Regions from separate parts of the Zea mays genome. Here region 1 is linked to region 2. A link is a contact called in public Hi-C data. All regions are on one chromosome and are shown on one strand. The core of a region is the stretch at or near the end of the contact, and the rest is flanking DNA. Distances in the headings are between cores, read along the strand shown.

The links. Hi-C and Micro-C count contacts between places; a contact is called where the count stands out from the background.
Region 1: a Hi-C map of tassel shows a contact between it and region 2, with 4 times the contacts expected there. The contact joins the promoter of LOC107522034 here to the enhancer-like site in region 2. A contact is called at or near these places in 2 of 25 Hi-C or Micro-C datasets (ear and tassel).

Annotation. Positions count from the first base shown.
Region 1 is chr5:193,298,536-193,305,599 of Zm-B73-REFERENCE-NAM-5.0, forward strand. LOC107522034 (Vesicle-associated protein 1-1) reads right to left here and starts at 4,977. Exons shown (of 8, transcript NM_001322276.1): 1 at 4,489-4,977; 2 at 4,091-4,161; 3 at 3,898-3,979; 4 at 3,696-3,811; 5 at 3,471-3,593; 6 at 3,043-3,084; 7 at 2,238-2,315; 8 at 1,452-1,609. The coding sequence starts at 4,546. The coding sequence ends at 1,502.
Region 2 is chr5:192,977,673-192,983,896 of Zm-B73-REFERENCE-NAM-5.0, forward strand. LOC100194030 reads left to right here. Exons shown (of 9, transcript NM_001359378.1): 8 at 1-20; 9 at 101-1,553. The coding sequence ends at 179. Among protein-coding and RNA genes, the nearest start is that of LOC100194030, 10 kb to the left of the region's middle. Within about 2 kb of position 2,844, at least 19 of the 20 cell types and tissues checked have an H3K27ac peak or open chromatin away from gene starts, as enhancers often do. A contact at or near this core is called in ear and tassel, where this site is marked.

The DNA of each region.
Region 1 (7,064 bases), core at 3,727-6,226, 320 kb after region 2:
AAAGGTATCCAATAGCTTGTCGTAGCATCTCCCTATTCTTCTGCATGCGCAAAACTGAGAGCTCGGGGCGGAAATTTGCGCCGCGGCTCCCAGTCCCAATCCTCTGTATTCCTCGCCGCGTTCGCGCCCGCGCGCTGGGCCGCTGGCTACCTTGTTGTCTCAGACGTGCAAGAGCTTCAACCCGTACGCCTTCGCCTTCCAGAGCACGCTGAGCGGACGACCGATCATGGGTCCCCGCAGCGGCGCCTTGCCAGTCCTCGGCCCCGACTACGACAGTGGCGCAGGTCCGCTCGCACATGTTTTGCCGCCTTAATGGAGCCTGAACTTCTGTGTCCCCGGAGACCTCACTCCACGTCCACGTGGCCTATCTGCTCGAGGACGGTGACGAGTACATGCGCTGGAGCATGCTCGCCATGTTCAAGAGCAACGTGCGAGGAAGGAAACCATGTGTTGAGGTGGAGGAGCAATTTGGGAAATAAAAGGGGTTGTTAGAGTATGAACTTTTTTTAGGAGCAATTTTTTTTAAGGACATCTCTATACCTGCTAATTGTGAGATATTTTTTAGGAGCTGTTGGAGCTCTTAGATTGTAAAAGCATGGACATGGTAAACATCTCTAACTGGAGTCCTAACGAGGTCCTATTTTAAAATATAGGACTCTAGCACCAAAAACCTGCTCTAATAGAGATCCTATTTTACAAAAAAATCATCAAATAATTATAAGACCTGGACTCTCGGGTCCTAAACATAAGACCTCATATGTTAGGACTCTATCATTATTTTGTACACTATTTCTAACATTTTACTTCCTAAATAATGTGATTTGTTTCCTAATAACGTGATATGGGACATAATTGTAAATGTTTTTTTAGCTCTAAAAACCTCAAATTAGGTCTTATTTTAAATTTTAGGATTCAAATATAGCACTTTTTATTGGAGATGCTCTAATGATTTGTTAATGTAAGCTGAAAGTCTAAATAGTTACTGAAATGAGACCATCCATCAAGTACCATGAGTACCCAAAAATGTACCCATTTTGTTTTCCTCATTGATATCACAAACCACATAGCATCCAACAATGAAGTTTGCGTGGAGAATGAGACCCAAAAATGAGTTTGGTACTCTGGTACCTCTTAACAATGAACAAAATAGAAAACACTGCTCCACGCAATCCACAAAGCATCCAACATATATCACAAACCACAGTTTCATTCTGTTCATATGTGCAAAATGATGCCAACAATTAGTCAAAAAAATCTCTCACAATCACAAACCGAACGGCTACAGTTCAAGACCTCAAGTCGCTTGCAAGATGATAACAGCTGGTGTTGGTAACTATGACTTATTGATTGGCTAAAGTTTATAATATGAATCAGAAAATTACAATAGGCATCAGATCCTATGATAAACAGACCACTGACTTGTACAACAACAAGCGCACACAGAGCACATACAATTTTGTTTAGTTCAGAAAAGCCAGACAAGATAAGTCATTACATGCGCTCATCTCTTCATGAGGAACCCTAGCAGTATTCCCAGAATAGCAACCACCAGTACTAAAACTAATGAGAAACCACCATGCTGCCTGCTGATGTCTCGCCTCAGAAGGTCCTGTCAAAATTCCAGTAAACATATAATCAGAATAAATCTGCCCTGCCACTGAAATTGACCCAAGTATTCAGGTAGCCGTGTGGCAGGAAGCAATACAACAGTAATCCATCCAGAGAGTGCTGCATGCATAGAGCCTTTAATTTCTCTTATATTATGGGTTAATTGCTATAGGATCAAAAACATACAAAAGCATTTTAAAATATGAATCTATAGATATAACTTCTGTACACTAGACAAGCATATAATTTGACATAGTTGTTGGTCAAACCTTATGAAGGGATTATGTTCAGATAAAAATACACTTTATAAAGGTGGATGGAGGGATCATGTGAACCTGCACATGTAGTTCTGCACTTGATGGAACCATGAAAAGCAAAAGGAACTAAAAAGAGAACGAGAGAAATGGATGGAAGATATAAAAAGGATAAGGCTATGTAAAACATATGTAACAAAAGAAACCAGGATACAATCTGAAAGTGATATGTACAGAAATGCAAAAGCTATCAAAAGAGCTATAACATAACTTTGTCTAGCCAAGAAAATAAAAGGTGAATGTAGCCTAAAGTCAAGGGTAACCGAATTATTAACTGTTTGCATAATAAGCAAAAAAATCCAATGAGGCACTGACCAATTCTTGTCGAAGCTTGTTGTTCAGCTCAACAGCAGAATTCTTCTCCTCCATCAGTTTCGAAATCAAAGCAAATGGCTACAGAGGCATAAATAGACCATGTCAAGCCTGTAATGGAGTCCATGTAACCTACCAAGGACTCGATTGCTTTGCTTTTAAAAATTTGCTGACAAGCTGAAGAATTCGATACAGGTAGAATGCTAATACATGAGAGCACAACACCGCTAATTAATGTATGTTTACATCTAATTTTATACAGATATAAGAGAACAAATAATTGATGAACTAACGCTGGAAAACTGCAGTTAAGAACACTGTAGCCACACAACAATAATCAAAAGGCTGCAAATGTGGACTACAAGAAGATTGAACGATTCCAGTTAAATATGCTATAACCGATAAGAGAATAAGTCAAATTAACAGTTTGAAGTGAAGCAATGCTATGGCCTTATAATTGAATGCTATTTGAGAGACTATCCATAGGATATGTCATTTGGAAACAGCATATTCAATATTGATTGCTTCAAGTAGAATGCAATTAGATAAACTATCTAAGATAGGCTATCTGTAATTTCTGAATCTTCAAAAGTTTTCATCCAATGGCAAACAGATACCGAAATGAGCTCAAGTGATACATTTAGAGCAATGATTAATTCCATCTACTTCTTTGCAATATTTAAGCAAATGGATTGCTGACGCTACAAATTTGATCACTTTTGAGGTACGAGTATTTCAAGTGCAAAAGTACTACACCTAGGATCTTTAGTAGGTACAGCTTGACAATGTTTATATAAAAGAGGTTCACCTCAGAGATTATTTTTTCTGATTCTTTGGGTTCTTTTGTTTCCTGCAAAGAAAGAATCACTTTCACTTTTAGAAGGTGGATATTGGAGAGAATCACTTATCAGTGCAAAAATGCCAAAATGTTAGTCAGGCAGGCAGTAGGCAGTAGCCCAACTGTTCGTTGGCACAGATCATGAAATACATGCTGTAATTATATAAGAGTAAATTCAAATACCAAAAAAAGAATTTGACATGGGTTGAAAACTGCAATTTTTGGTGCCTATTTTAGAAACCTATAGTTATTTTGACATCTTATTGCAGAAAAACTGCATGTTAGGTTTCTGCAATATGCCCCAAAGTTGAAGTTTTTGCAACCTAAGTGTAAATACTTGTAGGTTTTTTTGAAATCTACTCCTTATATAACAATCAACACTAAACTCAAATTCTTACCTCTTGATAACTCAAACTGCCGAGATTACCATCCTCAAATCCCTCGCTTTGAGAGGACGATGGCGCTGTATAAACTACCTTCAACTTCACTTCATCCACTATATTGCCTGAATCTTTGGTAAACTACATAACCCATCATTAAGATTTTTTTTTAGTGAACAGAAGGAGCACCCCCCTATAAAATGATAAAGAAAACTACCAACACACTAAAATGCGACTTATTACCATGTCTCCAGTGACTTCCTTCGGCATGGTCTCCTTGGCCACGATGGCGCTCTGCACAAGGAATTTGTCCTTGCAATGCATGTCCGGTGGCGCGTCCCGCTGCGCTTGCATTGTGACTGAAAATCCAACGATTCACGGTGGGTATAAGATGTGGAAATAAAGGGCAGCTATGCCATGACAATCATGCGAGGCACTAAATTACCAACAACGTCAGCTTTGGACCGGGGCGCCACCATGCCGTTGTTTGGCCGAACACAGTACTTTTTGGGGCTCGTTGTCTTGACCTACAGTCGGGCGGTGTCGCACAAGCTCAGTCCACTACGGGTACGGTACCATTTTGTTTCGCGTGGCTGGCTTCTCCTGCCCGGGAACGCGCAGGAAAGGATTCGTTTTACCTTGAACGCGACCTGCTTGTCTGTCTTGTTCGTCAGCTGCAGCGTGCAGGAGATCTGCTTATTTAACTCGACTGCATGATTCAGAGAGGAGAAGGAAATCAGGAAAGGAATGAACAGTACAGGACGGGACGACTGCATGTTACCTCGAAATGATTAGGAAGCAACAGAACACATGTCGAAATGAACCGCAGAAAGGATAAAAAGATGATGAACACCCGAGAAACAGCCAGTAGAAGATTATCGAATGGGCGTTCGACAGAGCGCAATAAAATTTCCCCCGAATAGCTAGCGAAGCTATGTTCGCTATGGCGACTACTGAGAAATTTTCAAGGAAACCAATAGAATCCGCGCGCCGCGAGGAAGGAAAAAAATAAATAGCAAAAATAAAAGACGCATACATGGGAACCGGAGGTCGACGGGGTCGATCCCGAGCAGCTCTCCTGACTCGGTGCTCATCCTGGAACAGAAACTCCTGCGCAATCGAACGGGACGCAATCCGCGGTGGTGGTGGGAGCGGCGAGGTGGGGATTCGGAATTTCGATGCCTCCCCTCCGTCTCTCTCTCTCTCTGTGTTTTTTTTTCTCCGTCTACCTATATTCCTGAGGCACCTATTCCTGAAGCAGTGGAGCAGAGGAGGAAGCGGAGGAAAACGAAGGGTCGAAACCGGGGAAAAGCTCGGGATTTTGGAAGGGGCGAGAAGCAGCCCTGGGCCCTGGCTGCTACCGCTACCGCTACCGCTACCGCACACCGGCGACGTGGCTACGCAGAATACTCGTGTGAACGGACACGTCCCCGCGACGCGAGTTTGAGGCGGGGAGGATGAGGATGCGCGTCGGTCTCTCTCTCTTTCGCTCCCCGAGCTATCTGAGGTTCTGAGCTACTCCTCCTATCTGCCGGCCCGCCCATTTTCCTCCGGAGGATTCAGAAGGCGGTTGCGGCGTCTACATCCGAGGCCGTTTCGCGTCCGGGTCGCCAGTTCTACCAACGTGCTGGATCCGGTTCGAATCGGTCGCGAGTCGCACCGATCGTCTCGTCTGGGTTCGAATCCGGGCCTCGTTTCCGCGACCGCGCCGCGCGTCAACGGCACTTCCTGCTCCCGGCGGCAGCCATACGCAAGTCGCGCGAGGTGTCGCGCTCCAGCAGGCCACATCGGCCGGGCTGCAGTTAGGTCCCGTGCCGCCATCTTCGAACGACCGTTTTATAGCGAACGTCGTCAGTATTGACCAGCGCGCGTGTTGTTGTTGCTACTGGTCCTTTTCATAGAGCCAGTTGTGAAGTGATGCTACGAGTCTCCGGAGAGTTCCGAGCTTGCAACTGCAGGCGACCCTGTTGGCTGGCTGGTACGGTGCTGCTATTCTTGAACCGGCACGGAAGCGCTTCTGACTTCTGGTTCCTGTTCTCCGCACGGCTGGAGCTGGACAACTGGGGATGCGGATACGGACTCTACAAAATGGACAAACGGGAATATCCGATCACAGATAGAGTTCTACTTTTCACGAATATAAAATGGCTCTATTTGTTTCAGTTTTTTTTTAAAAAAACTTCTAGCCACTAAAGCTGCTGCAGACAACGCTCAACTTTTCGGCCTGTGTTTATGAAAATTATTTTAGTCAAAATCATTCAAAATCAAAGTAAACAAAAAATTGACCGAGTCGTTGTGATAGTAGGAAACTGTAACTTTGGTACATTTTAAACCCTATTTGACCATTTTATCTTCATCCACACATAATTTCCATAATATTCAGATCCAATTTTTTTCACAGCCAGATTCTCATAAAAGCTTAAAAAAAAACTGAATCAAATAGGCTCAATATCCGCATAACAACATGCCAAATTAAGGCAACAGTAATACTACCTGACACTCTGGGGGAATAGAAAAGGGGCTGAATGTGGATGATCCTGATCCTTGATGCTGATGTTGCTCCGTCTGTCTGGATTATTCATTTATAAACGAGCACTTTTAGCCTATTCCCAGTCAAAAGTACCTGTATTTTATTGCATCTACAATTCCCGGGTGTTATTGGGGCTATTGTTTCTTGCCATTGAGAACTCATTCAGCGACGATAGAAGAGGTATTGATGCAAGTGTAGAGGCTGTTTGGTTGCATAGTATTTTTATACTTTTAAAGCAATACTATGATATTGTACAATACTATGGTTTTAGAAGCCAAAAGGTGTTTGGTTGGTGCTATCAAAACTCTGTTTTGAATATCATAGTTTACCTAAAACTGTAGTATTTTTGGAGTTCTGGATACTGAGGTCTAGACCTCAGTTTTCCTTGGTTTTCTTCCGTCACCGGCCTCTGCCACGATGGCCCGATCACCCGCCGTCCACTCCTCATGCAGTTATTACTAGGTTTCTAAACTTTGGAACCAAACAAGCATCGGTTTCCATGAAAACTGTGAAAAAACATGGTATTTAAAAAACATAGTATTTATGTCACGACAATTATAAACCACAATATTTGGAAACCATGGTTTCGAAAGACTTTGATTCCAAAGAGGCCCGTAGAGTTTTGTTCTGTGATAAAGACAAAATTGGGTGCCCAGTCATGGGTCCTGAGATGGACTGCTGTGATTCAACTGATGATATATATATGCTGGCGGGCGGTTCTATGTGGAGTTGAAAACAAGCAGAGAGTTTTTTTTAAAAGGCATGAATTGTTAAGCTCTGCTGTCGCTTCTTTAAATAGTAATAATGTTTTATACAAATGACACTCTCTGGGATTACCCACACTAAAAAAAGACAGAGATCCTAAGAAAATTTAAGTTTCTAAACTAGCCCTATATATCTGCAACACAAAACTCCAGCCAGGTTTCCACCACGAGTCCACGACTCCACGTACGAATACGCGTCCTCTGGTTGTGACAGGCTACGTATTTCTTTATCGCTTCTTTCAGAAAGCCAGAATACGTAGATGTTTCTTAAGGATATCAGACACGTCGCCTATATAAGAGAGAAAAATGTTGATCAGA
Region 2 (6,224 bases), core at 1,594-4,093:
TATGAGGACCGGTTTAACTTGTACGTAAATTTTCCCACTACAACTGTTGACCTTTTCTATTACCGACATTGTTCTGACAGAATACTGTTTCTGGTAACAGGTATAGGATTGAACAAGAGCTTGGGACTGAAATAAAATCAATTCCTCCTCAGATAGACCAGGCTATATACTGCCAATAATCTGACCGTTTTCATATGCTTTCATTTCTCCGCGAATAATGAGAACTTTTGTAAATACCAGCTCATCAGGTAATTATTTTTAGTTCTTTTTGGGGGTCTATCTGTCTGTCTGCATGGTCCATTGACACCTGCTACTTGGTTCTTTAAGCATAACTTAACAATATCCTAAAAATACTGTTTCAACTGATCCCTTTTGCACGCTCCATAGAATGATTTAGTGGTTTTGTTGCCAGAACATAAAATTGCTGAAATTCTTCAATGTACTTTACATTTGAATTGTACTACATATTGTTATCATTTTTTTGTTTCATAGAAGTACATGTGCAAGTATGAGTTAAGTGGGTTTTAACTGCCAGCTAGGATGCTTCAACCTGCGATTGACTGTAACATGTTATTAGTTTATCTACCTTTTGTCCGCAAGACATGGTACTTGGTAACCGTGTCCTGACCATTTTATCCAGATCTCCAAGGAGTCGTTAACTTTCTTTAGCTGTTTTGCAGATTTAATACTTTGTCACTTGTATAGTGACGGAGTTGAGCGTAGATTGTTTATTCATGAACTTGAATGGCTTAAGTCTAAAATTCAAACTTGAAATTCTTAACATAGTTTCATAGAGATGCTCCATTGCTGGAGCCTGGAGGCAACTGGAAAGTTTGGCACCCGTTAGGATTTAACCTGCAAGAATTCACTCGATTCTGTATATTTAGTGTGTTAGTGTGTATAAGTGCATGAAAAGAGCCAGTATGTGAATAGAGTTGACCCTATGTTATATGTGCAGGTTTTATGGTGTTGATCTCGTTTGTTGCATCAGAGACAATTCTATGTTGGTGGATAACATTAGATGAGGCACCCAACTTTTTTTATTACACCTTGTCATGCTGACACTGTTATGGCTATATGAGGGCAAATGTCCTGCCACATTAGGCACAAAGTAGTGTATATTCTAGGTGCCTATTCCTAGGCCCTGTCCTGCTTTTAGTTTCTTTTTCTCTTATTTTCATCCTATTGTGTCATTAGCTGTTTCACACAGGACATTTTAACCCTGTTGCTGGTTCTGGGCGTGTGATCTGTCGGTGCTCACACAAGCTTGTTGCCCGAGTCGAACTTGGGGATGTGGGCCTCAGATGGGTTATTGGGTGACAGGTCGGCCATTGAACTTGAAGTCTGGAGTCTGAACGGTAGTGAACTGGTTAAGTTTGCAAATAATCGGTGGTGAGCTGCATCATGTTGTGCTGTCTTACCCTTGCAGTCATGTCACTTTTGCTTGGTGCCGTGGTCACCATTTAGATTTGCTTGGATAAAACGCTCGTCACGTTTGTGCTGACTTTGTGTTCGGCACAAGCAACCTGTCCAGGTTATGTGTAAAGAACTGTTTACTTGTTTTTTTCATAATAACAAACGTTGCAGCTGTTTTTGCACTCTGTTTCTTTCCTTTTCGTGATATAATTACCTGAGCTGCTCAGGTTAGAGAAATCTTGGAAACAAACATCTAGTACTCCTATAGCCCACACGGTTCATCTTAACCCCTTGGGTGCTGTTCTTTTGGGTGTGGCGTGAGTTCGTGTGTGGTGTCTCTGTAACCCTTTCTTTTAATGAAATGATAAGCAAGATCGAGAAAAAAAGATTGCTTGACTTGAGTCACGTACATCATTTCGTCAAATGCGTTGCTCTTAAATTTGACTTTGGTTCGCCATGGTGCTGACATTGTTTCTAGTTGGGTTTATCTTATCTTTGCAGGTTTATGCTGGCCAGAAATCTCAACATGTTACTGGCTTGCCCCCGAAAAGGTTGTATGTGTATATATACACTAATTAATTCACCTTCCCTGCCTGGGCGAGCCTTCTCTCGCCATGGCTTTGGCCAGGTGAACTAAAAGTGGCAACTGGCAAGTGCAAACGACCTCTCGCTCCCTCGTGACACGCCTTCGTGCCAGCATGGGAGGGTAGGTTTTCCTCATTTCTCCATGTTGATTTTGCAGCGCCATATTTGTCTCGAGGCGTGAAGCTTTCCCATGTTCTCTGTATTTCTTTTTTAGAATGTTTTCTGCCTTCCACCATATATGGGGACAGCCAGAGGTGAAATCCAGATGAACCCAAAATTATGCTTTGCCAATTGCCCATAGGGGACAACTGAGCTACAGTATAGTTCTCGAGTTCCTTTCATACGCGAAATCTCATCGGGAAAGTAGTAAAATTCTTTCATGAGTGATCCAGAAAACTTGGCAGCACTTCTGGTTCTACTGGAACATCTATCCTTTTAAGAGAAGAAAATTACTGCATTATCCGCGCTGTAGTGGCTGCACACATACAAAAACGTTAGTAGGAGAAAAAGAAAGCGACTAAGTGAGGCAGGAGCGAAGTAGGAGAAAAAGAAAGCGAGGCAGGGGCGGACCCGGAGCGGTCCTTCACTCCTGCTGTGTGCTGAGACCTGAGAGCTGAGCCCCCGAGCACATGTCCGGCTGTATCATCATGATGGCGATGCCCCTCGCCACCCTGCGAGTACCACTGCATCGACAGCGGCAGCGGCCGCAGCTAGACAGGAACTCTGAACTCTGCATTTACTTCCTGCCCTTGCTCAAAATCCGAGCTACACTCGTAGGGCGTAGGCTAGGCTCCTTGTTGAAGGCCATTCCATGCCCTTCACATCTTCATCTCGTCATCGACTCGTTGCCCCTCGCCGGCGCACTCGGATCCTCTGTCGTAACGGGCGATGTAGCCGCCATGGGTCGGCTAACACGTGGGCCCGGCCGCAGACTGGCCCCGCACTCGCCGCGGGACGTTAGGCTGGCTGCAGCGGTTGCCGCCAGCCAGCACTCCACGCCAGCAGCGTTGCCCGTTGCCCCCCTGCAGGACCCTTACCGGCCGGTCCCTTTCTCTCTCCCTGCTTTAGATTCACCCTGTTCATTTCTGTAGCAGTGGGTTTACGATCAATTGTTAGTAGATAAAAAACTGATATTAGTTAAAAAGTAGATATAAAAAATAATATTTTATGGTTGTAGTGGGGTATAATGAAAAATATAGGGGAACTGCTGTGGGAGATGAAAATTTAGGGGGTAAAATGTTGATGATATGACACAAAAAATGATATAGAGGGAAAAAATAGAGAAAACCGCTGTGGATAGACTTAAACTTGTTTCAACGCTTTACTCTATACCTCCCCTCCCCCTAATCCTGTATCAATTTAGCGTCACAACCACGGTGCATCGTCTGTCTCTACCCCCTCTCCTACCCTTGCTGCAAGCCACAGCACGCCCGATCAAGGGTGATTTATGTCAACCCCCTTGCATCAAATTCTGTGCACACCATTATTTACTAGGTCAGTACCCGTGCGTTGCAACGGGAACATATAATACCATGATAACTTATATACAAAATGTGTCTTATATTGTTATAAGAAAATATTTCATAATCCATTTGTGATCCTAGCCATACATAAATTTTGTTATTTTAATTTAGTTGTTTCACTACTACATTGCAACCATCAGTATCATGCAGACTTCGATATATGTCATGATTTGCATGGTCTCATTATTGGAGAGCACGTGCCACACCTGCCGGTAGAAGTTCCGTCGTACATCGTTAGTCATCAGGCACGCACCACCATACACGCTTGCTTAAACAAAAAATGCAAGTGTGTGTTTGCGAAGAGAATTAAAGGTAGGCCGGCACAAAAGGTACCCCGACGATGGCGAGTGGTCATTGTTGTCGGTCCACCTCTGCTCACCTCCGGTGTCGAGATGACGCCACAATCCTTGATATAATAGTCGTCGAACGCGCGCGATATGGTGAGTACCGATCACTCTTGGCTGGGCTGCCAAATGAAGTGCACCCCGGGCTCATCAGCGAGGTAGTACACCTGGTCGTTGCACCACCGGATGTGCTACTCCTCTACATACATCTTGTTCGAGGACACTCACACAACAACAACAATGGTCATCATTCCAGCGCACAAGAATTCATGGTCGGTCAGTAGCGACTTACGTGGCAGGTTAGGCTTCAGGTGCATGATGAGCTAGACGGCGTGATGGCGTCGTCGTAGGTTGCGATGCCCAGAACAACCCGAGAGTCGTCGACATTGGCGACGACCATGAGGTTCCCATGTTTGACGATGGACAGCGCGGTGCAGCCGCTCTAGACCACGTCCAAGCGGCGGCTGCGCCGGAGCTTGCCGTACACAGCGGCGCATGGGCCATGTAGGACTGCTTCCAGAGTTCGAACTGTCAGTCGCCAAGTTTCTTCTCGTCGTCGGTGAGCGACGCCAACGCGAGCGCCTCGTGCTAGTGGTGTTTGTTCGGGGTTTCCAAGTAAGAAACATGGATTCATCTTTGGCATTGGTTTATGAAAATGGTTTATAAGTTAGATCCATGGAAAATATTATGGAGAATAAATGTTACACATGCAAAAAAAAGTATTTAAGTTGAAAATATTATTCAAACAAAAGAAATTGCATGCAAGGCTCTTCTTTAAATATTACTCCCTCAATCCAAAAATATAATTTAATAATCTCAGTGATACTTATCTACTACTACACATTGTGCAAGGGTAGCAGGTGGGCTTCGGGAGAGATGTATTATATGTTTTTACTATAATAGATGTAGACATAAACACACATGTGGTGTAGTGGTAGCTACAAACACATTTATTTGAGAGGTTCGCGGGTTCGAATCCCCTTGGAGCCTGTTTTTTTAATTTAATTTTAGCTAGGCGTGGGATGCACGTGGGAATGAGAATAGGCTTTGTGGGAGGGGGAATGAGAAAGACACGTGATAGCCGGGAATGGAAATGTGAATAAGCTTTGCAGGGAGGGGGAATAGGGAATAAGAAAGACAAGCAGCTAGGAATGGGAATGAGCGCAGAACACGGAATGAGGGTCTCCCTTACCGTCTTAATAGGTACTAGAGATTAGTTGAGAAAAATGATATTAGATGATGAAAAGATATAAAAATAGTATTTTATAGTTTTAGTGGGGTATATGGGAAGAATTTAGAGGTAACCGTTGCGGAAGAGAGAAAAGTAGAGGGTGAAATTTGTATGACGTGACACAAAAGTGAGATATAAGAGACGAAATTTAGAGAAAACTGTTGCAGATAGCATTACATAGAGGAGCCGCTAGCCTCACTGGCTCGCCCCCCACCTCCACTGTCTCTTCATATATCACTCCTTTTCCTTCTTATATAAAATATTTTCTTTTATATATTTCCCCCAATAGCGTTGTTTATATCTTATTCTCTATGCCTTAAATATTTATATTAGAAGATATATTTTGCTCTATACGTATCTATTTGTCATACCTTTAAATGACTAATACATATTCAAGTTTTGGTTAATCTATTGTTTAAAGTATAAAAATAGATAGATGGGATGCGAGAGAGCCACTATACACACACACCTCTCCAACCATTTTTCCTATACATCTTCCATTACATATGCTTTTGATTATATTTTACTACATCCTTCTAAAAGATATCTAAGAATTTTATAGAAATGGATGTTTGGAAAATAGGAATATAAGAACATGTTCACCCATTCTAGTGAAGATAAGAGTAGTTGAATTTTTGCTAGGTAGGACCATCATCCAACAAAAGTGTAGCTATCCTTTCTCTTGTGCTATAAAAATGATAAGTAGAGCAGCACAAAAGATATGTCTAGAATTCAAAGTCTATGGTTCGAAAAACACATTTCATGATCTTAAGGCCAAGCCTAGGCAATCCTACGACTCCAAAAGCTTCATAATGTGATTTGTATAGATGAGAATAGAACCCTCACCAACATCAAAGAAGAGGAAGAGCTCGCTGGTCCTCTTGCTCATATATCATTTGGGGTGTGTAATCTTGGACTATGTTTCTATCAACTCATTTGAACATAGGATATTGCGCTTCTACGTTCCAAACCTCTATAACCAAAGTGATCAAAGCTTAGGGACTCAAATAACACAACATGCCAAATTCAAGGACCCAAATGACTCCAACATGATACACCATGTCAACATCTAGTTTGAATAAACCCGGTTTTGTATAGCCAAGTTAGAGTACGTTGATGCATTTT